Linked DNA regions of Mus musculus: all the other regions are linked to region 3. The links are chromatin contacts, called in public HiCAR-type and promoter capture Hi-C maps. All regions are on one chromosome and are shown on one strand. The core of a region is the stretch at or near the end of the contact, and the rest is flanking DNA. Distances in the headings are between cores, read along the strand shown. Region 1 holds the start of Stk38l (serine/threonine kinase 38 like). Region 2 holds the start of Klhl42 (kelch-like 42). Region 3 holds the start of Etfbkmt (electron transfer flavoprotein beta subunit lysine methyltransferase). Region 4 holds the start of Rep15 (RAB15 effector protein).

Evidence for each region. Promoter capture Hi-C pulls out the DNA fragments that hold promoters and counts their contacts. HiCAR-type assays count read pairs that join an accessible place to other places.
Region 1: a contact with region 3 is called in a HiCAR-type map of astrocytes, with 7 times the contacts expected there. The contact joins the promoter of Stk38l here to the promoter of Etfbkmt in region 3. A contact is called at or near these places in 1 of 39 promoter capture datasets (frontonasal cranial neural crest) and 2 of 115 datasets of contacts at active chromatin or transcription factors (astrocytes and embryonic stem cells).
Region 2: a promoter capture Hi-C map of embryonic stem cells shows a contact between it and region 3, with 4 times the contacts expected there. The contact joins the promoter of Klhl42 here to the promoter of Etfbkmt in region 3. A contact is called at or near these places in 5 of 39 promoter capture datasets (cranial neural crest, embryonic stem cells, hippocampal neurons and 2 more) and 2 of 115 datasets of contacts at active chromatin or transcription factors (astrocytes and large pre-B cells).
Region 4: a contact with region 3 is called in a promoter capture Hi-C map of hippocampal neurons, with 6 times the contacts expected there. The contact joins the promoter of Rep15 here to the promoter of Etfbkmt in region 3. A contact is called at or near these places in 1 of 39 promoter capture datasets (hippocampal neurons) and 1 of 115 datasets of contacts at active chromatin or transcription factors (astrocytes).

Annotation. Positions count from the first base shown.
Region 1 is chr6:146,723,371-146,726,546 of GRCm38.p6, reverse strand. Stk38l (serine/threonine kinase 38 like) reads right to left here and starts at 1,617. Exons shown (of 14, transcript NM_172734.3): 1 at 1,500-1,617.
Region 2 is chr6:147,089,755-147,093,134 of GRCm38.p6, reverse strand. It overlaps Klhl42 (kelch-like 42), which reads right to left and starts at 2,060. Exons shown (of 3, transcript NM_001081237.1): 1 at 768-2,060. The coding sequence starts at 1,603.
Region 3 is chr6:149,139,465-149,142,770 of GRCm38.p6, reverse strand. It overlaps Etfbkmt (electron transfer flavoprotein beta subunit lysine methyltransferase), which reads right to left and starts at 1,258. Exons shown (of 5, transcript NM_001252095.1): 1 at 1,067-1,258; 2 at 56-165.
Region 4 is chr6:147,030,965-147,034,256 of GRCm38.p6, reverse strand. Rep15 (RAB15 effector protein) reads right to left here and starts at 1,720. Exons shown (of 1, transcript NM_025620.2): 1 at 739-1,720. The coding sequence starts at 1,592. The coding sequence ends at 900. Ppfibp1 (PTPRF interacting protein, binding protein 1 (liprin beta 1)) reads right to left here. Exons shown (of 31, transcript NM_001355728.1): 31 at 2,232-3,292.

The DNA of each region.
Region 1 (3,176 bases), core at 368-2,867, 2.4 Mb after region 3:
ACTAATGCTTTATCATTTTGGTTTTTTATCATTTTCCTTTGTTCTTAATGTCCCACTTTTTGAAATTAAAATCTAGTATTTAAAAAGCTGCAGAGTTTGGTTTTTGAGAAAGAACTTAAAGTTGGGTGGGTAGAGAGGAGGAGAGGATCTGGAAGGGCTTGAGGGAGAAGGGACTATGATCAAAATATATTTAAAATTTAAAACTGTTTTAAATAATAAAAACTGCAGAGAACACCTTTTTATTTAGACAGCCTTAGTTTCTATTCTTTGGCTTATTTGTAAGCAAACTCAAGAAAACAAGTGCTGAGACTTCCAGTATTCTATTTAATGTGGTTTTTCTGAGTCTAATTTGTTCATTACTTAACAGCAAGGCCTTTCAAAAGAGCACGGAAACTACACCGAACTATGCTTCTCATTCTAAACACATCCCAACAAATGGGATGCCTAATCGGGCCTCTAACTAGGAGAAAAAACGCTCAGCAGAGCGAAGGCAAATACCAAACTTTTATCCCTTGTACTTCTTCTGAGACCAGGATTTTCCAAATAAAAGTACTTTTATGACCTCGCGCAATATCATAATTTATCGTATATTTAACTAAATTATCTCCCCAAATAGACACAAGAGCAACTAACTCAAATAAAGTGCCTCTTGGCCACGAGGGAAAGAGCATAATAAACTTAATTGTTTTATATATCCTGAGGCGTAAGAGAAAAACCTTTCCATTTAGGCTTGTGCGTGAGACATCAAGACAACTTGATATGCAAATTGCAAGGCTTATTGACTTAAAGTAGGGAGACCTGACCGATTTAAGCCACGACTGCCAAATAAGGGGTAATCACCACCTTAAAACCATTGAACTTTGTTCGCCTGGCTTCTTGGCAGTCGTGTGGCTAATACCAGAGCCAAATCCATAAGTGGCTTCTACCGAAACGCGTCCCAAGTTGCAGAGGAGCCGGAGAGCGCGCCGGCTCTGCACCGAGTGAGTCCCGAGGGGCGGCAGCAGCGCACCTCTACACCAGCCGCTGCTCCAGACCCACCTCGCATCTCTTCACCGCGTTTCTCCAAACTTCGGGACCCAAGAGCGACCCCGCAACAGAGAAAGTAGCATCGGTGACAGGGACGCCGCGGCTCGGGCACAGTTTGCCGTCGCTGTGCACCGGCAACTTTGTGCCGGCGAGCCGTGCCCTCTGCGTCCGGAGGGGACGGGAAGGTGGGCCCGGAGCAGGACGCGCGCGGGGCTGGCGGCTCCGCTCCCGGTACGCAGGCTGCCGCACCCGGCTCGGCGAAGGCCCCGGTGACTGACAGGCGGTGGGGGCGCGGCCCCGCCTGCAGCCCGGGGACGCCGCGCACGGCCGCGGTTCTCCGCTCCGCCAGGGACACCTGGGCTGGGCGCCGCGGGCTGTACCGCGCCAAGCCCCTCACACCTCCCCGCAGCGAGCGCCGCCCTAGCCCCGCGGCCCTGCCCCGCGCCGGCGCCGGTGCCCTCGCCCGCTCTCACCTGCCGGTGTCGCCCGCGCCCGCTCAGCCTCCTCCTCAGTCACCGCAGCCCGCGGCGCGCGTCTCTCGCGCCAGGCCCCGCCTCGTCCCGCCCCGTGAGGCGGTGCCAAAGCGGCCGCGCCAGAATCTCGCGAGACTTGATCTCCTAGATTTTTTTTTTTAAAGGGGTCGCCCCTGACGTCATACGCACCCAGGCGGAAGTGTCCTTCTGGCGTCAGCGCCAGTACCGACCCCCACCTTCGCGGGCGGAAGTGTAGGTTGGTCCAGGAACCTGAGCTCAGTCTAATCACTACTGGGCGTTGTAACGTTCTTGTCTCATGGCCCTCTCCAGTTCTAACTGGTTCTGCCTGACCCTGAGAGAGGCCTGGTGTGATGGAGCTCTCCTCAAGGCAATGCAAAGATGGCTCCATAGAGGAGAGATCACCAATGTAGCAGCTCTGTGACTTCCACGTCTCTATAACTGAACCCGAAAGGCTTAGGAGGATTTAGAATTTAGGAAGACCACAAGAAACTTACCAGCATACATGAAAATTTGCTAAACTTACCTGAAAAATCCCAGAGCAGTTGACAACATAACATACAGCATTAGGCTAGAAAATTGTCGTCGTCATTGTCTCTTCCCTTCGCATCAAAGGTAGGCAGGCAAACTTCAGGACCCGCGGACTAGCCAAACACTATACACTGTGTGTCCTACACACACCTACTCTTAATTTATACATCCAGCACAGTAAGAGATTAACAACCGAACCATAGATTTAAGCAACCTCAACAACATTTACTTTAAAAAAACAAACAAACAAACAAACTTTGACGCCAGGTACAGTGTTTCATGCATGTAATCCCATCACCAAGGAGGCTGAGGCAGAAGCTGCGGCAAGTTTGAGACCAGCCTGGGCTACATAGTGAGTTTGAGCCCAGCTAGAGCTACAGAGTGAGACCCAGTCTTAACAATACAAAAGCAGGCTAAATCTTATCTTTGATGTAGACAGCCAGCTGCTCTTGTGCTTTGGGGCTATTATGAAATAAAATGAGGATTATTGGAACAAGGACCATGCCTCCCAGGGGGCCAGGAGTTTCACATACACAACATTGACACTCCAGAGGAACTGCTAGCGTCCTGGGAGCAACACAGTGAGGGGAGTGAGAGACTTCATTGGCTACTTAGAACGGCATTTTCAGTTTAAAACTGGTGAATCATTTATTTCTGGAATTTTCCACTTCATAATTTTGGAACATGGTTGACTGTGGGTACTGCCAAAGTGAATCTGTGGATAAAGGGAGAAGAGTGTGTGATATTTAGAAAATCACTTTCCCATGGAGAACACAGGGGAGAGTTTTGGGAAAGTGACAAGAGTTTTGCTTTTTAAGATAAAACTGGTCTTTGAGTAAGACAAACCAATATTCCCAATCACTATTAACAAATCCATTCTTGGAGCCGGGTGTGGTGGCGCACGCCTTTGATCCCAGCACTCGGGAGGCAGAGGCAGGTGGATTTCTGAGTTCGAGGCCAGCCTGGTCTACAGAGTGAGTTCCAGGACAGCCAAGGCTATACAGAGAAACCCTGTCTCGAAAAACAAAAAAAAAAAAAAACAAAAAAAAAACAAAACAACAAAAAAAAACAAATCCATTCTTCAAACAGTGGGATTTTATGAAATACCCTTAGCTTTTACACTATTAA
Region 2 (3,380 bases), core at 811-3,310, 2.1 Mb after region 3:
GAAAACCATCTGAACATATGCAGGAGGGTATATATATATATATATATATATATATATATATATATATATATATATATATATATATATATGCGCTAATGTATATATGCATAGGTGTATATGTAGGGTTTATATGTACATGCTAAAGCTACCCACAAGGGACTCAGGCATCCAGACCGGGGAGTCTGAGGCATCCCAGATAGACAACAGACTTGGAGAGACAAGGGTACGCCCATTCTGTAGCTGACCGCTCCAGGCTCAAGTTTTGGGTCAAAGATGATTGCCGTCTTAGAAGGAAATAAGAAACAAAAGTGAGGATGAAAAGAGAAGAGAATCCTCTCTGGCAAATCCCTTACACCATCCTAGGGAGAGGGGATGCACGCTCTCCTACCCAAGTGAGAAGGATCCAAAGTCACTGTCAGCAACAACAAAAATTTCTGAAGCCAGAATTACAAGTTACTGCTAGTGTCTCCGTAATTCGGGTCAGACAAGTTAAAGAAAAGCGAAGGAAAAACAACCGTTATCTTTCCCAATAGCCTTCTCTGCAAGCCGGTCTAAGGCAGAGAAACCATTCTTACCTGGGGCCTGCACCTGAAAGAAGACCACTAGGCTAGCTGACACAGTACTCGTCTTCTTCCTAGCAAGCCCTGGGCTCCCTGGGAACTCCGCCAGAGGCGACAGGCCAGCAGCACTAAGCAAGATGCCATCGCCTCTGGCCAGCAAACACCAGGGCAATGAATGAAGGGTGCAGACACCCCCTTTGCACTTACCGCTTCTGGTTCATGGAGGCCACCTGCAGCCACTCGTTGGTGATGGGATTGTAGGAGTGTGCGGCAGAGATCTCCTGGCTGGTGATCCTGTAACCACCCACGATGAAGAGGTAGTTGTCCAAAATGGCTGAGCCGTAGCCCCTGACGTTCACCAGGTCGGGGGGCAGGTTGTTGGCCAGGGGGAACCAGCGCTCCGTGGTCTCCTCGTACCTAAGCATGGACGGGGGTTCCCCCTGATACGGGTGCGGGGCAAGGGGTCCCCCGAGGAAGTCCCCCAGGGCCACCAGGACCGGGGTCCCGCGCATGCGGGCCTCCCTCAGCCTCTGCTTCAGGCTGCAGTCCCCGGGGGCCTGCGGCGGCGACAACAGTAGCGGGAATTGCGGCTGACACAGCACCTGGTGGAAGCGCAGCACCATGAAGCGCAGGCAGGCGTCCTGCAGGTCGGGCAGTCCGTACACCTGCGCCAGGCGGTACAGCTCCAGGCAGTTGCCCAGACGCACGTGCGACAGCAGCAAGCGCAGAAGCGCCGTGACCTGCAGAAAGGACGCGGCCTCCACCATCTCGGACAGCACACTAGCCTCGGCCAGCTCGTCCTCGCTCAGGCCCCAGCCCTCGCGCGCGCCGCCCGCGTTGATGAAGTCCAGCACCAGCCGCAGGCCCGGAGCGCTCAGGCCGCGCAGCTGCTGCACCTCCGGGCCCACCTCGGGCCGCACGGCCTCGCGCATGCCGGAGCGGTAGAGCGCGCGGAAGTAGTCGCTCTGTTCGATCAGCTTGCTCTTGCTCACCGGGTAGCAGCGGTCTTCCAGGCGGATCTGCACCATCTCCTCGGCCGACATGGCTGGGCCGCTGCGCCCCGCCGCTCGGCCGCTCAGGCTCCTCCCCCGGGCGCACAGCCTCCGCCGAGCCCGGCCTGCGCTCTCGCTTCCTTCCTTCCGCCGCCGCGGGCCGCGGGCCCCGGGCTCAGCCCCGCCGGTGCGTCACACGCCCTCCGAGTAAACGGCCTCTCTGATCTTTAATCCATGTGTCTATGTGGGTTCCTCCGCTACAATGCAGGTGCCAGGAAGCCAAAGGCGGCAGATCACCCTGCAGCCTGAGGTAAGGGCGGTTGTGAGCTGCCCTACGCGGAAACGGAGCTCCTGTCCTCCGCAGCAGGAGTGTGCACTCTTAACCACTGTGCATTTCTCCAGCACGGTGTTGTTAGGAAACAAACAAACGCGTCGGTTCGCGGTGCTCGCCCCCTACGCACAAGTCACCGTACTTGATCTTCTGGTGTTTCCCGCAGCCCCACAGTCCCTGTGTGAGTTTTCCTGGGCCAGTCAGTACTGCGAGGTTTTAGATCCGCGGGGTGGTTCCAGAGTGGACTAACGGATTACTAGGGCTAAGCAATTTATTAGAAGAGTTATTAACTCCATGGACAAGACAGACAGATAGGAAGGCAGGCAGTGGCATGGTTCAAACCCCAGCACCAAGACAGCAGAGTCTCTGAGCAGCAAAAAGGGCAGGTGGGTGGAGAGGATGCGGAGATGGGGATGCGGAGATGAAGATGCGTCAGAGCTGTCCCCTCTGGGTAGCACTTGCCCGCTCTCATCCCTATCTACCCCACCACCACCATCCCATCATAGCTGTTAGGAAAGAACATTTTCCTATGTTCCCTGGCGGGACGCTTGGTTAGAAGGCTGGATCCCAAAGGCTGTAATGAAGCGATAGTGTCTGCCCTGGTACCCATGGTGCCCTGCCTTGCATTCCCCAGCATTACTGTGTCCGTCGGCTGCTTCACAGAGAGAGGGCTGTCGGCCATTATATTCTGCAGAATACACACAAAGGTAAGGAACTATGAAGTACAGAAAACATTCTAGCAGGATCCGGCCTTCCCATGGGAAAGAGACACAACACATGGACCTGAGGCTTGCTATGCCTTACTTTCTTGGATACTCTGAGAAACTTGGAACACAGCCCCGTGATTGACAGGCCTGCAATCATTCCTGGCAGGCTTCCGTTCCCCATCTGTCACTCTCAGTGTTTGGGGTATGAGGAGGGTTTCAGGTGAGGGGCCAAGGATTTAGTAGATTCTACAGCAAGGCAAAATGCCACAGCTACCATTAGACATCAGGCTGGGGGCTTCTGGGAGGGCTGACTTAAAAAAGGCTGGACCTGGATCTGTCTGCGCCTCCATCAGCAAGGCAGGATTCAGTGAGTCACCAGAAGAACAGGCTCTTAGTCTCTGGCTCTTTAGAATCTTTACCAATGGAAGCTTTTGTTTCCAGACCAACTGGTATTCTCTTGCCTTTTAAAACAAACCAGAAAGCCAACCTTTGAGAATGATTCTCATTAGAGAGGCAATTCAACCCTGGTCACATTACCACAGTGAGGTCAGCTGGACTGCAATCTGAAGTGGTACCTGACAATACTGGGCACCGCTCCTGCAAGATTTTAACCCCTGGCCATACGATGGGGCATCTTAAAAGATCCAATAACTTCAGTAAACCACACAGTGTTCTAAAAAGCTGGGCATAAAGACAAATACATATAAACTTCTTTGTTACAAAGTATTTAAGCTATAGTAGTATCAAGGCTTCATGAACACGTTGTTTAATGTCATCATTGAGTGGATGA
Region 3 (3,306 bases), core at 9-2,508:
AAAAGGAAACAATGATAAGAATTCAAGTCAGCCCTGTCTGTGTACTCGGTAATACCTGATTGAACTGGCATTACTGTCTAAAGGTTCTTGATTGGATTCAGTTTTCTCTGCCAAGAGTTTAAAAACTTCTGAGCTCAACAGGTAGCAGTGGAGAAATATCAAAACCTGAAGACAGAAGCAGACAGAATCAGATGTTGAAGAAATGCTTTTATTGGGGTAAAGAAACACACACATGCAGCAAACGCAGAGAAAAAGCCCCTCCTCGGCAAAGCAGAGGGTAGCTGAAAATAGTCCCTTCTTGAGAATTGGGGGGACGGGTTGTTTTTGATTTTGAAGTCTCTGAAGAGGTTTCCTCCCCTAATTTAGTGTGAGTCACTTTGAAGAATGAGAAAATGGTTGAAAAACTGCCCTGATCTGGCTTTGAACTTTTTGAACCAGGCCATCAGCATGGGAAGGAGAAAAAGCTACAAGGCTTTTTAAATTGCCAGGCTTTTTTTTTTTTGGTCTTGGGTCAGGTGGGTGAGGAAAAGCCAACCATCTTTAAAGTTTTCCACCTTTATTACCCATCCATGGCCCCTCTTCCTATCTGCCCACTGTAGGACTGCCTCCCTGTACTACTACTTTACAAAAAGACAGACAGACAGACCGGATGGATGGATGAACGAATAAACGAACCGAACCAACCAACTAACCAACCGCCTAGAAAGAAGGCTCGGGTATTAAGAGAGCTGCTTTTCTTCTACAGGTCCACAGATTCCAATGTCTTAGCTTCTGGAGACACATTCTGGCCTCCACAGGCGCACGTGCACACACAGATAAAGTACGTAAACAAGCAAACAGTGCAGGGCATTTCTCTAATTTCATTACTTGGGAAGCTAAGTAAGGCAGGGCTGCCTCTAACTCGAAACAGTCTAGGCTACATTGCAGCCCAGAGACTACAACCTGAGACTCTGTGCCAAGCAAACAAAAAGGTTAAACTCCAAACAATGTTGTGACCACGTTACTTTCCTCCAAAACAAAGGACAGGAGTCTACTTTAAAGGGTAGTGCAGTCCTTGTGGCCTTACCTGACTTTATTCGATCAGCAAGTGGAACTCGCCCTTCACGTGCAGGAGAAAAAAAAAAACAAGTACGGTAGGTCTCCTTTTTCGGGAGAGGAAGACTGAGCCCGTGGCTCTAACTACACAGCGTAGTGGGTACGTGAAGGCGGCGAAATTTGGAACCAATGAGACGCGGAACGCGGGGCCGCCCGGACCGAAGGGCTTACGCACCGGCTCCGCCCTCTTTCGAACTGTGTTTTGTTTTGGATGTCCCTCGGTTCCCAAGGCAACTGGGAACGCCGAAGCCCTAACCTGGCGACTCCTCAGGTCAGACCCTATAGACCTGAATGAAGCGCAATTGCACAACTCGTGTGAGCCATGTCTGCGAATTCTGATTTCTAAAACCTCTTGCTGGACTTATGCTGCTAGCACTGTATGCCAAGCATACTGTTAAGAGTATGAACCTGGAGTGGCAAGTAAAGTTTTATGACATTCAGTTGCGGTGTGTCATAATTATAAAGTCACACGTAAGACTGTTTTCAGCCTGTAGGTTCAGGATCTATTATATCCAACTTTCTAATGACTAAATTTTCCACTGGCCCCTCAACTCAAGACTTCAAAATTAACCCATTTCACCTTCATTACCGAAAATCTGCTATGATGTACAAGAAAGAAAAACATCCCAAACTAAGAAAATGGCAAACCATGTTGCTGTATCTAAATTTACAAATTGAAAAATGTTCTTCAGATGCCTGGTCAAAATCTGATTTGGGGCTTGGGGATGTAACTCAGTTATTATGAATGTTTATATAGCATGAGACCCTGGGATCCATCTCTAATTCTAGCACTTAGGAGAGGATGGTTCAAGGTCATACTCAGCAAGTTAGAAGTTAGCCTGGGATAGATGAGACACGGTCTCAAAAGGAAAGGGAAAGGGAAAAAGGGAAAGGGAAAGGGAAAAGGGAGGGAAGGAGAGGAGAAGGGAGGGGAGGGAAGGGAAGGGAAACAAAACCTGGACTCTATCTAGGTGGCTCAATGAGTAGAGGCCCACTGCCAAGCCTAACAACCTGAGTTTCTCAGGACCTACATGGTAGAAGGAAAGAAGAACTGTCCTCTGACTATCACCCCCAACACACACACACACACACACCAGAATACATACATGTAATACAAACTTTAGAAATCTGTATTTAGCGGCCAGAGAAATGCTCAGTGGTTGAACATGTATAGTGCTTGCCTAGGATCTGAGTTCTCTTCTCAGACCCATATAGGGTGGTTCACAATTCCTGTGATCCCAGCTCCAGGAGATCTGATATCTCTGGCCTACTTGGGTACTTCGTACTCATGTACGAAGACATACCCAGACACACATAATTAAAAATGAAAAATTTAAAGTTCCAGATGTAGTGACATGTGCTTCAAATCCCAGAATTTAGCCAGTATAGGTAGGTGAAGCTCTGTAAGATAAGGGCCAACCTGATCTACATAGCAAGTCCCAGACCTAGTGAGATCCTATCTCAAAAATGGGGGGTTGGGAGGGTTGGAGGAATTTTTAAAAATCGGAGACTGGCAGTGGTGGCATATGCCTTTAACCCCTCAGGAGGCAGAGGCAGGTAGATCTCTGTGAGTTCAAAGTCAGCCTGGTCTATAGTGCCAGTTCCAGAACAGTCAAGGCTAGACCAAGAAACCTTGCCTTAGACAGACAGACAGACAGACAGACAGATAGATAGATAGATAGATGATAGATAGATCTGTACTTATAACTTACCCTCTCATCCTGTCCTTTCATGATAGATATATAGTTCTACCAGAGCTAAACCTTTAGTCCAGGGCCCTGTGCTTTCCTTTTAATGATTTCCCAGCTGTTCATAACTAAAATCTCTAAGAGCCTGTAAGGAGAACACCACCATTATACCAAGTAACAGCCCCAAATGTATTATCCTTTGCCTCGAATGAATGGTATGCTCCTTTCTGATAATGGGAGGACTGTTGCATTGACCAATCATATTTTGACACAAGGGATTAAATGAGGAGGTTAACACTGATGACTAGGCCTTATCCAGGTCACCTGATTTCAGGGTCATTGAGTCAGCCTTTGCAGCCAGGTCACCTCCTGGACTCTGACCTGAAATTTAGGGTGACAGAGGAATAAAGAAGTGGGCAAGCAGCATGTAGTCAATTAAGTCAAGACAGGCAGCACACTTATGACTTGTGTGCCTCAGTTTAGATAACAGGATAGCAGCATCTTCCCTTCTTAACATTCTTTA
Region 4 (3,292 bases), core at 471-2,970, 2.1 Mb after region 3:
ATACATACTTCTTTTTTTTTTAAGATTTATTTATTTATTATATATGTAAGTACACTGTAGCTGTCTTCAGACACACCAGAAGAGGGAGTCAGATCTCGTTACGGATGGTTGTGAGCCACCATGTGGTTGCTGGGATTTGAACTCAGGACCTTCGGAAGAGCAGTCGGGTGCTCTTACCTGCTGAGCCATCTCTCCAGCCCCAAATACATACTTCTTAATAGAGCCTCATGTGCAAATTATAATAATATATTTAAAGCACTGGGCCCAACACGAGGTCAGTAAATAGTGGCAATTGCTCTTTATATTGTTAAGTCCCAAGAAGACATTTTAGAAAATATGACCATTGTGTTTGAAAATACATTCCTTACTGCGAATACACATATTTCACCGGTGACTCAGTAACTCATGGTATAGCTAACACCCAGTTGAACCCTATGTTAAATACTTTGAAAGTCCTTTATTTGTGGAGTTGCTGGGAAGAAGCAATTGTGGAGGGAGGGCTCAGAAGGTCAGCAGTGGGAAGTTTTCTTTAGGAGTCCTGAACCAAAACTGACATCCCCACCACACCTCATGAACAGTTGCTCTCCTTACAACAGCAGTAACATTTTAAGCTTGTGACTATGAGATGAGTTCAAAGACAACTTTTTTTTCCAAATCAAACTTTATGTATAATTTATCATTTTCTCTTCCAATTTTTAGTTTTGAATAAACAAAACCCAAAGTAAAATTTCCCAAGACACAGCAACAGCTATTTTTTTTTTCTTTTCTTTTCCGTAACTGGGACACTAGCAAGTTTTAACCCAGGGATCACTTTCAGTCAATGTAGGGGGTGGATAGCCCTGTGTTGGGGATTGTCCTCCTGTTCTGTCTCACAGGCCAGTCACAGCAACATGCCCAGTTTAGAGGATGCGGATGTAAACTCTGCCCATGTCACTCAGCCCATCTCTTTTACTCAGACAGTTCCCTAGCAGCTCTTTGATGGAGATACAGTCCTTTGTTTCCAGCACAAACTGCTCCACAGCCTTTCGTCCTGGCAGCTGGCTCTCCATCATCCCGTTTCTGACACTCTCCAGGACAACGCCTCTGATAGCCTTAGGTTCTCCAGGCACACCGAAGATGATAAACAGACCCAGACAGTCCTCTCCTACCAAGTTACAGAACTCTTGCAGCTTGTCAAATCTGCCTTTTTTCCAAGACTCCTCTCCCCTTGACTCACAGGATTTTGGGTCCGTCAGAGGGAGCGAAGCCATCCTCAGAGTCTGCACTGCCACCTGAAGCCGTATTTGCTTATCAGGTCCCCAGAAGGTCCAAATCCAGTCTGCTCCAAACAGCCAGGCCTGGTGCTTGGTCATCTTGGTGGTGGTGAGCCACTCATCCGCTCCCCTTTCCTGGCAGAAGGTAACGAAGTGGACGAGGAAGACCTCAGTCAGTGAACTCGCTGCAAGGCAGAGTCTGCTCAGCGGATACTCAAACCCGAGGTACTCCTTCAGCTTCTGCGCTGCATGGGAAATAGCCGCACTGACCACCTCACACATGGCAAGAACCTCCTGGCTGTCCTTCGGAGCTACCTGCTGTGAAGCCTTTTGTCCCATTTTCTCACACCCAGTAAATGCTGCTTCTAGCTATTCAGCATGTGAATGTCACCGGGAACTGCCTCTTTCTCATAGATTTTCTTCAGCAAAGCCACATCTGTTAAAGCCACCACCAGCTTCCTAATGCCACAGCTTCCTTGATGTGGCTAGCCATATAGACCCGAGGCTAGACAAACATGTGAGGGAGGGCCCCGTTTGTCAACTGGGTGTGTTGTGCTCACAGATTCCTGATGCTTGCCAAGTGACAAATGACAATTTCACACAAAACACCTGCTCTACTCCAGGTTATGTACAGGCTACATTTGATCTCTTCCTGGATGTGGCTCCTGTTTCTAAAAACTAGTCAAAATAAAACCAGCACGTGAATGTATGGGTTAGACTCCTACATTCTCCAACCAATGTCTCTAAGCTTGTGTCTCTTCTGTTTCCCTTTTTTGACGCATCTGTTCTGACCCTTCCTTCCCCAGGCAGGTTGCTGGCATTTCCTTTTATATGTACTTCTTAAGCAGAGATCTCAATTTGTCTGATTCAAAAAAACTCAATCAAACGTGCAAGTTTACAAACAAAAATCAGTTACTGTTTCCACCAGAAATGAAGACTTTGTTTTTCTGAACAAAGAAACAATGACAAATACACAAGGCAATTATCAATTGACTTTATTTCCTCTCATAAGGTAATGCAAACTTTGCATAATACTTTTGTAAATAAAATATATAATCAAAAGTTTTTAACTTTATCACATATCATCAGTTGTTACATTGTCCTTGATAAAGAATATTTGGCATCTGTAACAGTCTGCTGGTATTTTAACCAGGTTCTAATAACAAACTGAGCTTTCAAATGGTGGTATTTATTCATGTTAAACTAAAACCCCAATACAGGAAGAAGCCAATATTGTCATGAAATCATGAATGGGAGCATGTTAGCATCTGATAATTTAATTAGAAATAACCAGCAGTGTTACAAGGTTCACAATGAACAGCTTTATAACCTGCAGAGCATAAAAACGGCATACTGCTGACATTTGGAAATAGCTATCACCAGATCTATCACTGTAAAGTGACCTGTCCACCTGTCCCCCAGTGTCTAAGCTCCTGTCCAGAACACAGGGGATCTCATTTAGAGTAGCCCTGAATGAAAAGTAGATTGTCTCCAACCCTGCTGAAAACACTCATAGACACATACCACTCAACAGCTGCTTTGTAGCTTTCTATTTTCTTTACAAAAAGCCTTTGGGCCCTGTGTGACAGAAAACATGAGCAACCTGCTGTTGGACAGGATAGCCATTAGAAAATGTTCTACAGCTTTAAAATATTTGGGTTCTGATTGAAATAATACGAAGCCCCATCAGCTGACAGTCTGAGTGTAAGGTACAATCGACATGGCTAGGCAGGACTCCTTAGTTCAACATAATGATGAGTTTAGCAAAGGGAAAAAAAAAGAAACTTAAGATGTAAAGGTTCTGTTTGTTTTTTTTGTTTTTCCAAAGTTATTCTAACAAAAACTTTTCTGATGGGTATATGAGTGCATCCAAAGGCTTCAAGTTGATGTGGTAATACCCTAAAATTCTTCATTATAAAGCAAATGGAGTCAAGATTAAAGTCCAAGCTCCAAACTGCTCAGCAATTTTTGTGGGAGCCAAAGAAGTTTATCAAGTAGAATTTAGCCTGAATGGTAACACTGTTAAAATTCAGCAGTGG